Linked DNA regions of Sus scrofa: region 2 is linked to region 1. A link is a contact called in public Hi-C data. All regions are on one chromosome and are shown on one strand. The core of a region is the stretch at or near the end of the contact, and the rest is flanking DNA. Distances in the headings are between cores, read along the strand shown.

What was found. Hi-C and Micro-C count contacts between places; a contact is called where the count stands out from the background.
Region 2: a contact with region 1 is called in a Hi-C map of liver, with 2.0 times the contacts expected there. The contact joins two enhancer-like sites. A contact is called at or near these places in 2 of 47 Hi-C or Micro-C datasets (both in liver) and 2 of 2 datasets of contacts at active chromatin or transcription factors (alveolar macrophages and skeletal muscle).

The regions. Positions count from the first base shown.
Region 1 is chr17:49,290,906-49,295,681 of Sscrofa11.1, reverse strand. All of the region lies in intron 14 of ZMYND8 (protein kinase C-binding protein 1), which reads left to right. Among named protein-coding and RNA genes, the nearest start is that of ZMYND8, 97 kb to the left of the region's middle. Within about 2 kb of position 2,876, at least 13 of the 83 cell types and tissues checked have an H3K27ac peak or open chromatin away from gene starts, as enhancers often do. A contact at or near this core is called in liver and skeletal muscle, where this site is marked.
Region 2 is chr17:49,586,783-49,592,204 of Sscrofa11.1, reverse strand. The region is part of intron 1 of NCOA3 (nuclear receptor coactivator 3); the gene reads right to left. Among named protein-coding and RNA genes, the nearest start is that of NCOA3, 61 kb to the right of the region's middle. Within about 2 kb of position 2,919, at least 38 of the 83 cell types and tissues checked have an H3K27ac peak or open chromatin away from gene starts, as enhancers often do. A contact at or near this core is called in liver and skeletal muscle, where this site is marked.

The DNA of each region.
Region 1 (4,776 bases), core at 1,627-4,126:
CTGACCCACCCTCTGGCCTTGAAAGGTTTTCTCCCTGGCGTGTGTTTCTGGGGTCCGAGGCTTCCTGCGCAGAAACTCCCCACCACCTCTTTCCATTCCTGGGACACACGCCTCGTTTTGTCAGTGGAAACAAAGGCCTTGGGAATGGGGGTGTTGGAATCGCAGTGACCCAGTGGGAAGAGGAGCAGATAGGCACTGGTCGTAGGTGCCATGGCTGGGAGAAGACCCCAGAAGATGGAGGGAAAGGCTGGATAATTCTCATGGGATATGATGTCTAGCATCTGTGTCACTCGTTTGAACAGGTAGAATGAGACAGAGTGCCAGGGATAATAACGGCTTTTTTTCTTTCTTTTTCTTTTTTTTTTGGTCTTTTTGTCTTTTTAGGGCCGCACTTGAGGCACATGGAAGTTCCCAGGCTAGGGGTCGAATCGGAGATGTAGCTGCCACAGCAACCCAGATCCAGCCTACACCAGAGCTCATGGCAACACCGGATCCTTAACCCACTGAGCGAGGCCAGGGATCGAACCCACAACCTCATGGTTCCTAGTTGGATTGTTTCCCCTGCACCACGACGGGAACTCCAGTATGGCATGATTATATCTAACTAACCAGTGTTTCATTTCGAAGAAAAAAAAGACTGGAAAAGTTAAAATTACAAGAAATTGAAAAAAGATCAGTGACAGCTGGGGGTTTGGGAGGAACTGACTCCGCATCCCAAAGGGATTTTTGGGGAGATGCACTTGTTCTACATTCTGTTTCTGCTGCTTACAAGCATCTCTGCAGGTATGAAGACCCGGAGAACTGTATTCTCTGAAAAGAGAATTTTTGCTTTCTGTAAATTAAAACTATCGAAAAAACAAACCACAGCCACCGTCAGGGTAAGGTGATAGCCCCGTTGGAAGGAAGTGGAAACTGAAGTAAAGCGAAGCAGTTGCTTCCCCAGGATCGTACGTGGCTTGTGGTCAAGTTTGACCTTTAGACTCTGGCCTTTCTGCTGTGTGGCTCAGGCTTTCAACCGAGATACACGAACTGAAAAGCTGCCGGACAGGGTGTGTTTTGATTTCATGGGTCCTGGCCACTGTGCCTCTGTGCAGTTGGGGCAGTTGGCCCAGCTCTAGGGGTTGGGGTTAACTGGAGGATTTGGATGGTTGCCTGAAGGACAACGTGGTTTTCTAAAGGAAGCAGCTCCTGCCTGTTGAACCTGTGTTGTCAGACTGTTTTCAAGACAAACAGAAATCTAGATTTTTTTTTTTTTGTCTTTTTGCTATTTCTTTGGGCCGCTCCCGCGGCATATGGAGGTTCCCAGGCTAGGGGTCGAATCGGAGCTGTAGCCACCGGCCTACGCCAGAGCCACAGCAACGTGGGATCCAAGCCGCGTCTGCAACCTACACCACAGCTCCCGGCAACGCCGGATCGTTAACCCACTGAGCAAGGGCAGGGACCGAACCCGCAACCTCATGGTTCCTAGTCGGATTCGTTAACCATTGCGCCACGTCGGGAACTCCCAGAAATCTAGATTTTTATGTGAATTTTTTTTAGTTTCTAAGAATTGACTATCAATTTCATTAAATAGAAAAGGTCTCTTTGTGTCAAACAAATACAACCCATGATATAAAACTCAGTCCATGGGTTACCCGTTGGATACTTCACTACTCTTCGGATACGTTTTGTTTCAAAAAGGAGCGAAGAAGGTCTGGCTTGCTAACTCATCAGGCCCTCATTTGCTGTCTTGGGCCTCTTGTCTCTGCTCTAAAATAGGAGCTGAGCCCCGTGGATGGTTCCAGCCCCCTTCTGTGCCTCTGCTTATTTTAAGTCCTAAATAAGGATGAGTTTGTGGCGAGAGTGGAAGGCCTGATTCTTTCCTCTTTTCCTAATTCCCCCAGACTCCTGTTTCTCTCTCCGGGAATCCTGTCTCCTCTTCTCTCACACACACTATTTGCTGTGGGCTCAGCAGACACAGATGTTCAGTCATCCAGCTAGTGACCAAGATGTGCATTGAGGCTTGTCAGAGATGCCCGCAGTGGAGAAAGTCTTTCTGCCTTTTTTTTGTCCTGCTGTCACCCCTACAGCATATGAAAGTTTCCAGGCTAGGGGTCGAATCAGAGCTATAGCTGCCAGCCTACACCACAGCCAGAGCAATGTGGGATCTAAGCTGCATCTTCGACCCACACCGCAGCTCATGGCATCACCAGATCCTGAACCCACTGAGCAAGGCCAGGGATCGAACCGCATCCTCATGGATACTAGTTGGGTTTGTTACTGCCAAGCCGTAAGGGAAACTCCCTGGACACTTTTTATTATCCCCACTGGGACGTGGTGTCACTGGCATCTAGTGGGTGGGGCCAGGGTCGATGGCTCCTGGCCCCCCACCTCCTACTCCACACAACAGAGCTTACCCAGCTCTCAATGTCAACGCTGAGAAAAAACCCCAAGAACATAGGGATTTGTATCTCTATTCCCTTTCCTTCTTTTCTCCGCCACCCCGAGGCTAATGTCCTTTACTGGATCTTTTCTTTTCAGTAAGAGGATGGGCTTTCCACATCACCGCATAGGGAGCCCTGCCGCCGTGTTATTTTAGCAGCTGTATTTTATGCCCTTTAAAGGTGGGGTGTAACTTACTTATCCAGGCGCCTTATTTATGGAGCCTCAGTGGTTTTCCATTTTCTGCTGTTGGAAACAGCTGCCGTGAAGACCCTTCTGCCCACGTCAGGGGGAATCCACAGGATACATTCCTGGAAGTGGAGCGAGGGGTCAGAGGCCACGAGCTGTTGACATTTCGAGAGATGGGCCAAGTGGCTCTCTAAAGGGTGGTTCTGATTTATGCTCCCTCCAGCAATGTGAGATCGTGCCTCTAGCGTGGGTTATTTTATTTTTTTTTAATCCCTGGTTTCCATTTATAGCCTAAGCTGTCTTCATATCAGCTGAAAAGTTCACAGTGTTGGCAGCCTGGGTGGATTCTGCAGATATTCCCGATATAGAAGGGCAGGGCTGGGAGGAGTCCTGATAAGCTAGCAGGCGCTGAAGGAGACTGCGGAGCAGAGCTAAAACTTGGAGAAAGATAATTACCTTTGGCTAAAGTCCTGAGGGTCCGCTTCTTGGGACCTGATCACAGCCCCCTCCCTGGCGTTTGGTGCTTTCTTGTTAGAATAAACATTACCTTAAGTAGCTCATTGATCTGAGAACCTCATTGATCTGAGAACCGTTACGCAATTATTCTAGGAGCGTAGATTTGTTTTTGTGAACCCCCGGTTTAGATACACAAGGGTTAAGGCAAATCGTAGAGTTTTCTTTACCCACAGACAAGATTGGTCCAGTGCAGGGGGGCTCTCCACTCTACCTGCCAGTTAGAATCACCCGGGAAACTTTTATTTATTTATTTATTTTTTGCCGTTTCTACATTTTCTTTTTTTCTTTTCTTCTTCTTCTTCTTTTTTTTTTTTTTTTTTTTAGGGCCGCTCCTGAGGCATATGGAGATTCCCAGGCTAGGGGTCTAATCGGAGCTGTAGCTGCCAGCCTACGCCAGAGCCACAGCAATGCGGGATCCGAGCGGCATCTGCGACCTATACCGCAGCTCACGGCAACGCCGGATCGTTAACCCACTGAGCAAGGGCAGGGATCGAACCCGCAACCTCATGGTTCCTAGTCGGATTCGTTAACCACTGCGCCCCCATCTGGGAAACTTTTAAGTGGCCAACGCCTAGGCCTTCCCCCAGGCCACCGAATTCAGTTACTAGGGGTGGGGCTGAGGCATCAGGATTTTTTAAAGCTCTCATCTCAGTCTGCAGCCAAGGTTAGCAGTCCCTGGACTAGTACAGGAGCTGGGGACGTTTACCACCTGTGGACCAAGGCTGGCCCCCTCACTTGTGTTTGGAAATAAAGTTTTATTGGAACACAGCCACATCCATTTATTTAACACATCCTCTTTTGGCTGTTTTTGCAGCAGAGCCTTTGTACCTGCAGAGCCTGATTTACTCTCTGGCCCTTTATGGAAAGAGGTTGCTGACCCCTGGTATGGTTGGTGACGTTTTCACTGTGAAATCTGCTAACTGCGTAAAAATGTTAGGAGGACCCAGCGTCTTCCGGTCACTCGGGCAGCGCCCTCCCTCCTGCTTAACCCCCTTCATGGAAAGTATTTTTGCGAGAGACTTCTTTTCCAACTTTATGCTTTTTCCTTCGGGAATGCAGTGTGTCTCTTCATTCCTGAGAGCAGAAATGACAAGCCGGGCCTCCTGTCTTTCCCTTTGCTGTCACATTCACAGCTCAGCTGTTGAAGCCCCACATCCTGCTCATCTTGCTGTTTAATAAATCATCCTTTTTTTCTTTCTCTGTTTCCTAGTCCTCCTTCTCCCTTTTCTGCTGTTTTATCCCCGTTTTCTCTCTTGTCTTTGTAAGATGCTTCTCCAGGAAAACGGAATCAATGTGCTTCCCTCTCCAAAGAAGTGCCTGCAGCCGTCCTCCATGCTGGCCTCAGAGGTTCTCTGGAGCCCCTCCTCAGTCAGCACAGCGCACACCCCCTGCAAACACGCATTCCCATGTACATGTGTATGTTTTTTTAGAGCCATTTCTTTAATGACAAGGTTGCTGTCCCTCTTTGCTTTGAAACTCACTTTTGGCATCTCCCTGGGGCCAACCCCATGTGTGTTTTGGGGGGGCAAAGCCCCTCTTAATCTTACCTCATTATGGTGATAAAGGAAGCTGGAGCGATTTGGGGGTCTGGTCACCTATGAGTGGGTTGGGTGAGACATTTGGAAGAACACCTCTGGTCCCCTTAAAGGA
Region 2 (5,422 bases), core at 1,670-4,169, 300 kb before region 1:
CAGCTACAACCTAAGCCACAACTGTGGCAACAACAGAACCTTAACTCAATGCACCGGTGAGGGATCAAACCTGTACCACCAAAGACAACATCGGATCCTTAACCCACTGTGCTACAATGGGAACTCCTATTTTTTGGCTTTCTTTCTTTTTCTTCTTGGCTGCCCCATGGCATATGGAGTTCCCAGGCCAGAGATCAGACCTACACTGCAGCTGTGGCAACTCCAGGTCTAGAGGCCGTGGATCAGGGATCAAACCTGCATCCTAGTGCTGCAGAGACACCACCGCTCCTGTTGTACCACAGCAGGAACTTGAGGTTTGTTAATAGCTAATCTGAGATGTGCCTAGAGGCCAGAACAAAGAATCAAACTGGGGGAAGAGAGTTGTTGACAGCAAGAAGAAAATCCAAATTATATAATGCTGATGCTTAGAAACACCAAATAGACAAAAAGAGGCCACTGAATACTATAAACATGTTTTTCTTTTGCTACAGAGCATAGACGAGGGCAAGGGACCCTACTATTAGCCATATTAAGCTCATAGTTTTTCCCATGCTACTGAGGGCAATGCTCCCAGGAACTCCCTCTTCGGTTCCCTAAAATCGTACATGGAGATAGAGAATCACGTTCTTTGGGGAAAGCCAGCTGCTGCCCTTCACAGCACTACAAAAATAAGTTTGTGCACCTATAACTTCATGTTACTTAAAGTTTACATGATATTGGCATAAATTTAACATTTTTTTGCAGTTGAGATTATTTATCAAGCAATAAATATATCCTTCCTCAAAACTGTAACAATAGGTTTTACTTGCGGCAGTCAACTGCAACCAATTTGCAGCTAAAATGAAAAGGAGAAAAAAAGATGAAAGTTTAATATCATACAAAAATTCAAAATTATATAGAAAGGTGCCACTGCTTTTGAAGCTGTATAAACTTAACTCAGTAAAAAGAATTTTTTTTACAATTTATTATTTAGTCCATGAATACATGTTCAAGTAAATAAGTAAAAATGCATTTGGTACCCAAAGAAGACACAGATCACATATCCATGACAAACTTTTTAAAATACCATAATACTTTTGACAAATGGGGGTAAAGAATTAATTCAAATTACAGCATATGCAGGTCTAGTAAAGACAGGGTTAAAAAAAAATTGTCATAAAAAAAAAAGGAGTTCCCGTCGTGGCTCAGTCGTTAACAAATCTGACTAGGAACCATAAGGTTGCAGGTTCAATCCCTGGCCTCGCTCTGTGGGTTAAGGATCCGGCATTGCCATGAGCTGTGGTGTAGGTGGCAGATGCAGCTCTGGCGTTGCTGTGGCTGTGGTGTAGGTCAGCAGCTACAACTCCGATTAGAACCCTAGCCTGGGAACCTCCATGTGCCACAGGTGCAGCCCTAAAAAGACAAAAGAAAAAAAAATTGTCATATGTTACCACCTGTTCTATGATGTATACTAGAAAGGACCAAGCTGATTTATAATAATTTATTCTTCATAGTCATTTAATAAGTTATAATAAATGTTTAGTTCTATGTGGAGTCAACCTGAAAATCTAAATGATGAAGTTAAAACAGAAACCTTGGTTTCAGAAAACCTAGGTTTTGGAAGTTCAGATTCTATTTTTTTTTTTTTTTTTTTTTTTCTTTTTAGGGCCGAACTGAGGCATATGGAAGTTCCCAGGCTAAGGGTTGAATCAAAACTACAGCTGTCGGACTATACCACAGCCACAGCAATGTGGGGTCCAAGCCACATCTGCAACCTATACCACAGCTCACAGCAACACCGGATCCTTATCCCACTGAGCAAAGCCAGGGATCAAACCTGCATCCTCATGGATCCTAGTAGGGTTCATTAACCACTAAGCCACAAAGGGAACTCGGGGAAGTTCAGATTCTTAAAGTGACCTGTGGGAGGCATTTAATTCACTTCAATGTTTCCTGTGCACCCATTAGATGCCAGGCACTGCAATGACACTCAGAAGGATAAGCATAAAATGATTCCTGCATTAATTAGGAGAAGCAGGTTCAAATAGCCACTATAGTTTCTGAAATGAAAACTATGTTCATTCAGGAAGCACATGCTGAGCATCAACCTGCTATGCTGCACTAATGCCAGGGATACAAGGAAGAACCAGAAGTTGACCAAGAGTCTGATAATACTACTAAAGGAGAGAAGTGAGAAAGCTGGCTCTGCCTTTTTCATAGGCTTGCTGTGGTAACTGTAAAGCTCTATTTAAATGTGAATGCAAAACAAATCCAAAATCATTCACATCTGCCAAGAAAAAGAGAGAGATTAATGAAATTTGAATATATAATTAATTTCTACAATCATTTTCCATAGTTAGAACCAAAATGCCATTTGATTTTCTTCATAACAAAAGGCAAAGGCAAAGAAGAAAACTTTTATAAAATGTTAGCCATTTGCGTAAAAATTACAAGAGACATAGGAAACATTAAAAGGGTGCATAAAGGTTGCTGAATATGAAAGCCATTTTTAATGTAACACATTCAGGAAATTATGCCATACATTTTGCTTACACAATGATATTATCCACTGATGAACAATGGCAGTAAATTTAACCATTCTGCCTTTTTTAAATTACCTTGAGAATAAGCAGAAAACTAAAAAAGCAGGTTAGCAGGCCAGTTTATAAACAGGCCCCATATCTCTGGCTGCACTGCAGTTGGTAATGACATGGTTGCTAAAACAGGCATGAAGCCAGCCGCTTGCTGGTGCCTGTGCTACCTCCCTTTCCCCCCCTTTCTTGGAAAAACTACACGCAGAGCTGCACGATCACACAAAATAAATACAGGAAAGGGGGTGGGAGGGGTTGGGTGGAGAGGTGAGCTGCAGCTCTGGGCTCCACCAGTGGAAGGGGCTCCACCAGTGGAAGGCGTTCCACAAGAATTGCTACAGGGTCAAAAGTTTACAGTGGTTTCAATTTCACCTTTTAGCAGCCAATCAGGAAACAGAGGCTGCACGCTGACCCCTCGGGCTGCAAATGAACATTAACTCATTGGCTACCAGAACTGCATATATTCCTTTTTTTGTAAGACTTTCCTTTTTTTTCCCTTCTTTCTTTCTTTCCTTTTTTTTTTTTTTTTTTTCTTCCTGGAGGGGAGGGGGGAGAGTGGTAGAAAAGGAGGCAAAGAACATTTTGAAGTCCAAGGTGACAATTTTATTTAAGACCATGTGTTTTAAACAGGTATTTGAGGGAAGAAATGATCAAGTAATTCTCCTTGAAACTGTCCTGTAGTATCTAACAAACCAATCATTAGTGCTAGTCTCAAGACAAAGAATGAACTTAGGTTAAAGAGACAGATTTATCTCCTTGAGGCTGCAATTCTAAGAACAATGTACGATATGATGAAAGACAATGCTGGCTGTGTTTCCAGTAAATGCTTTAAAAATAACTCAGATATCGAAGACGTTTAATTACAGTATTTAACCCAAATTTTATTTGCATAGATTTCCCACCTCCTCTCCTAATCATTAATATAAACGGGCAACACACCCGTACTTTTCATACTGTACATCTACCAAAATACAGACAGGTATAGCTTCTAAGATTTAACCTTTCTTTTCTCGTATTTCTCCTCTAAAACACTTCAGTACCTAGAAGCGATTCCTATATACATAAACTCAAGAGTGAACCCCTTGGCAATAGACACAACTGCTCTCTAATTCATTTTTTAATGTAAATTTCTCCCAAATGCAGAAAACATCAATAAACTAATCCATTAAATACTCTTTCCAATATCCTATATTTACCATTGAGCAAGGTTAGAATGAAGATCTGTACTATACACACCCTAACTGACCCATATTTAAAAACTAGATTTGACACATTACATAATAAAAGTGAAACAGCTCTATTAACTGCTCTACCAAAATGATCAGTTAAATACTAAATAAGCAGATGTGTAAACTTGTAGTTAGATCATTTCTCATTAATACAATAGGTGTTTAAACTTTAGCAGTCTTACTGACTTAACTTTAAGTTGTATTTGGAAGCCGCCATAGGTACTATCATTACCTAAGAAAATGATTCCATGTAAGATACTAGTTTTCTTACTCAAACCAGCAAAAATAACCAATATACAAACGTACCTTACTTCATATACAACTACTAAAGGACTAAAGGGTCCCAAAGTAAATTCAGAGTTTATAAATTTTCCACAGCTATTTAATGTAGCTGTTAAGATAGTAAATAAACTTGATGTTAACATACAGGATTTTTTTTTTAATTCAGCATTAAAACAAGTAATTTTCCAGTAATAACTCGTAAGCCTTCATGATTTAAATTTATATATATCTGTCTATAAAAAGTCTGTACTTTTAAAACCTAGGGTTTTTAAAAAAACATGTTTGCAGAAGCTTTTTTAAAGTATTAAGTTAGAAGAGTCTTCTGTATATCTTCTTTTTACAAGATGGCCTCATTTTGAAAGAAAATGGATGCGATAAAATTTTACATCAAGTCAGCATGTTAGCAAGAAGCTTTTTGTGTGTTCTGAATTTGATTAATACAAGCCAAGGTCACTTCCTGAAAGATGCCTACCATTGCAGCTGCAGGCAAACTAGGCTCCAGTGTACGGCTGGGGGAAGGGAATGGGTGATGGCATTTATTAACCCTGAGATAGGCTACCATCTCCACCAGCAGCTATAAAAGGAGGGGGAAACAGGAAGATCCCAGAATTCCTGGCATACAAAGATTAAAATATTTCCACTCCTTAATGTTTAAAAACAAAAATTTATTCAGTATGTATAATACTCATGTCAAAATTACATCAAAGATATTCTCAGTACCCAATACATTAAAACATTTCACTTAACACAAGTCATCTAATACCAGACACTGAAGGAAACTTAGCATTCAGCACAATACAACCTGTACTTGCTATGCAAAACGTCTACAAAGGCAGATACAAGCCCTTGAAGAAAACAGAATCAGAGATTCAAATTTCTCTTATCTAAAACTAAGCATAGCCTAAAAGTCATGAAAGCAAAAACCCAAAACATAAAAGCCTACATTGCAAAATATTTGCAAGTTTTGTACTGAAATTCAATTTATTTTTCCTCTTGCCCACAATACAAATATGTCTCTGTTAAAAAAAAAAAATCAAGATATACATTATCAGCAACCAGAACAAACTTTCTCCCTGAATAATTTAATAATGGCAAGATTTAACTGAGCAGTTACTACGTACAGCTAGGAAACATACTAAGTACTTCATATGCCCTCTTTGAGGTTTAATACACATTTCAACTAATTGGATAAAATATTAGGTAGAGTCAAGAAATCTGTATGTATGTTCCTTACCATTTTCTTTTTTTTTTTTTTTTTTTTTTTTTTTTTTTGTCTTTTTGTCTTTTTGCTATTTCTTTGGGCCGCTCCCATGGCATATGGAGATTCCCAGGCTAGGGGTT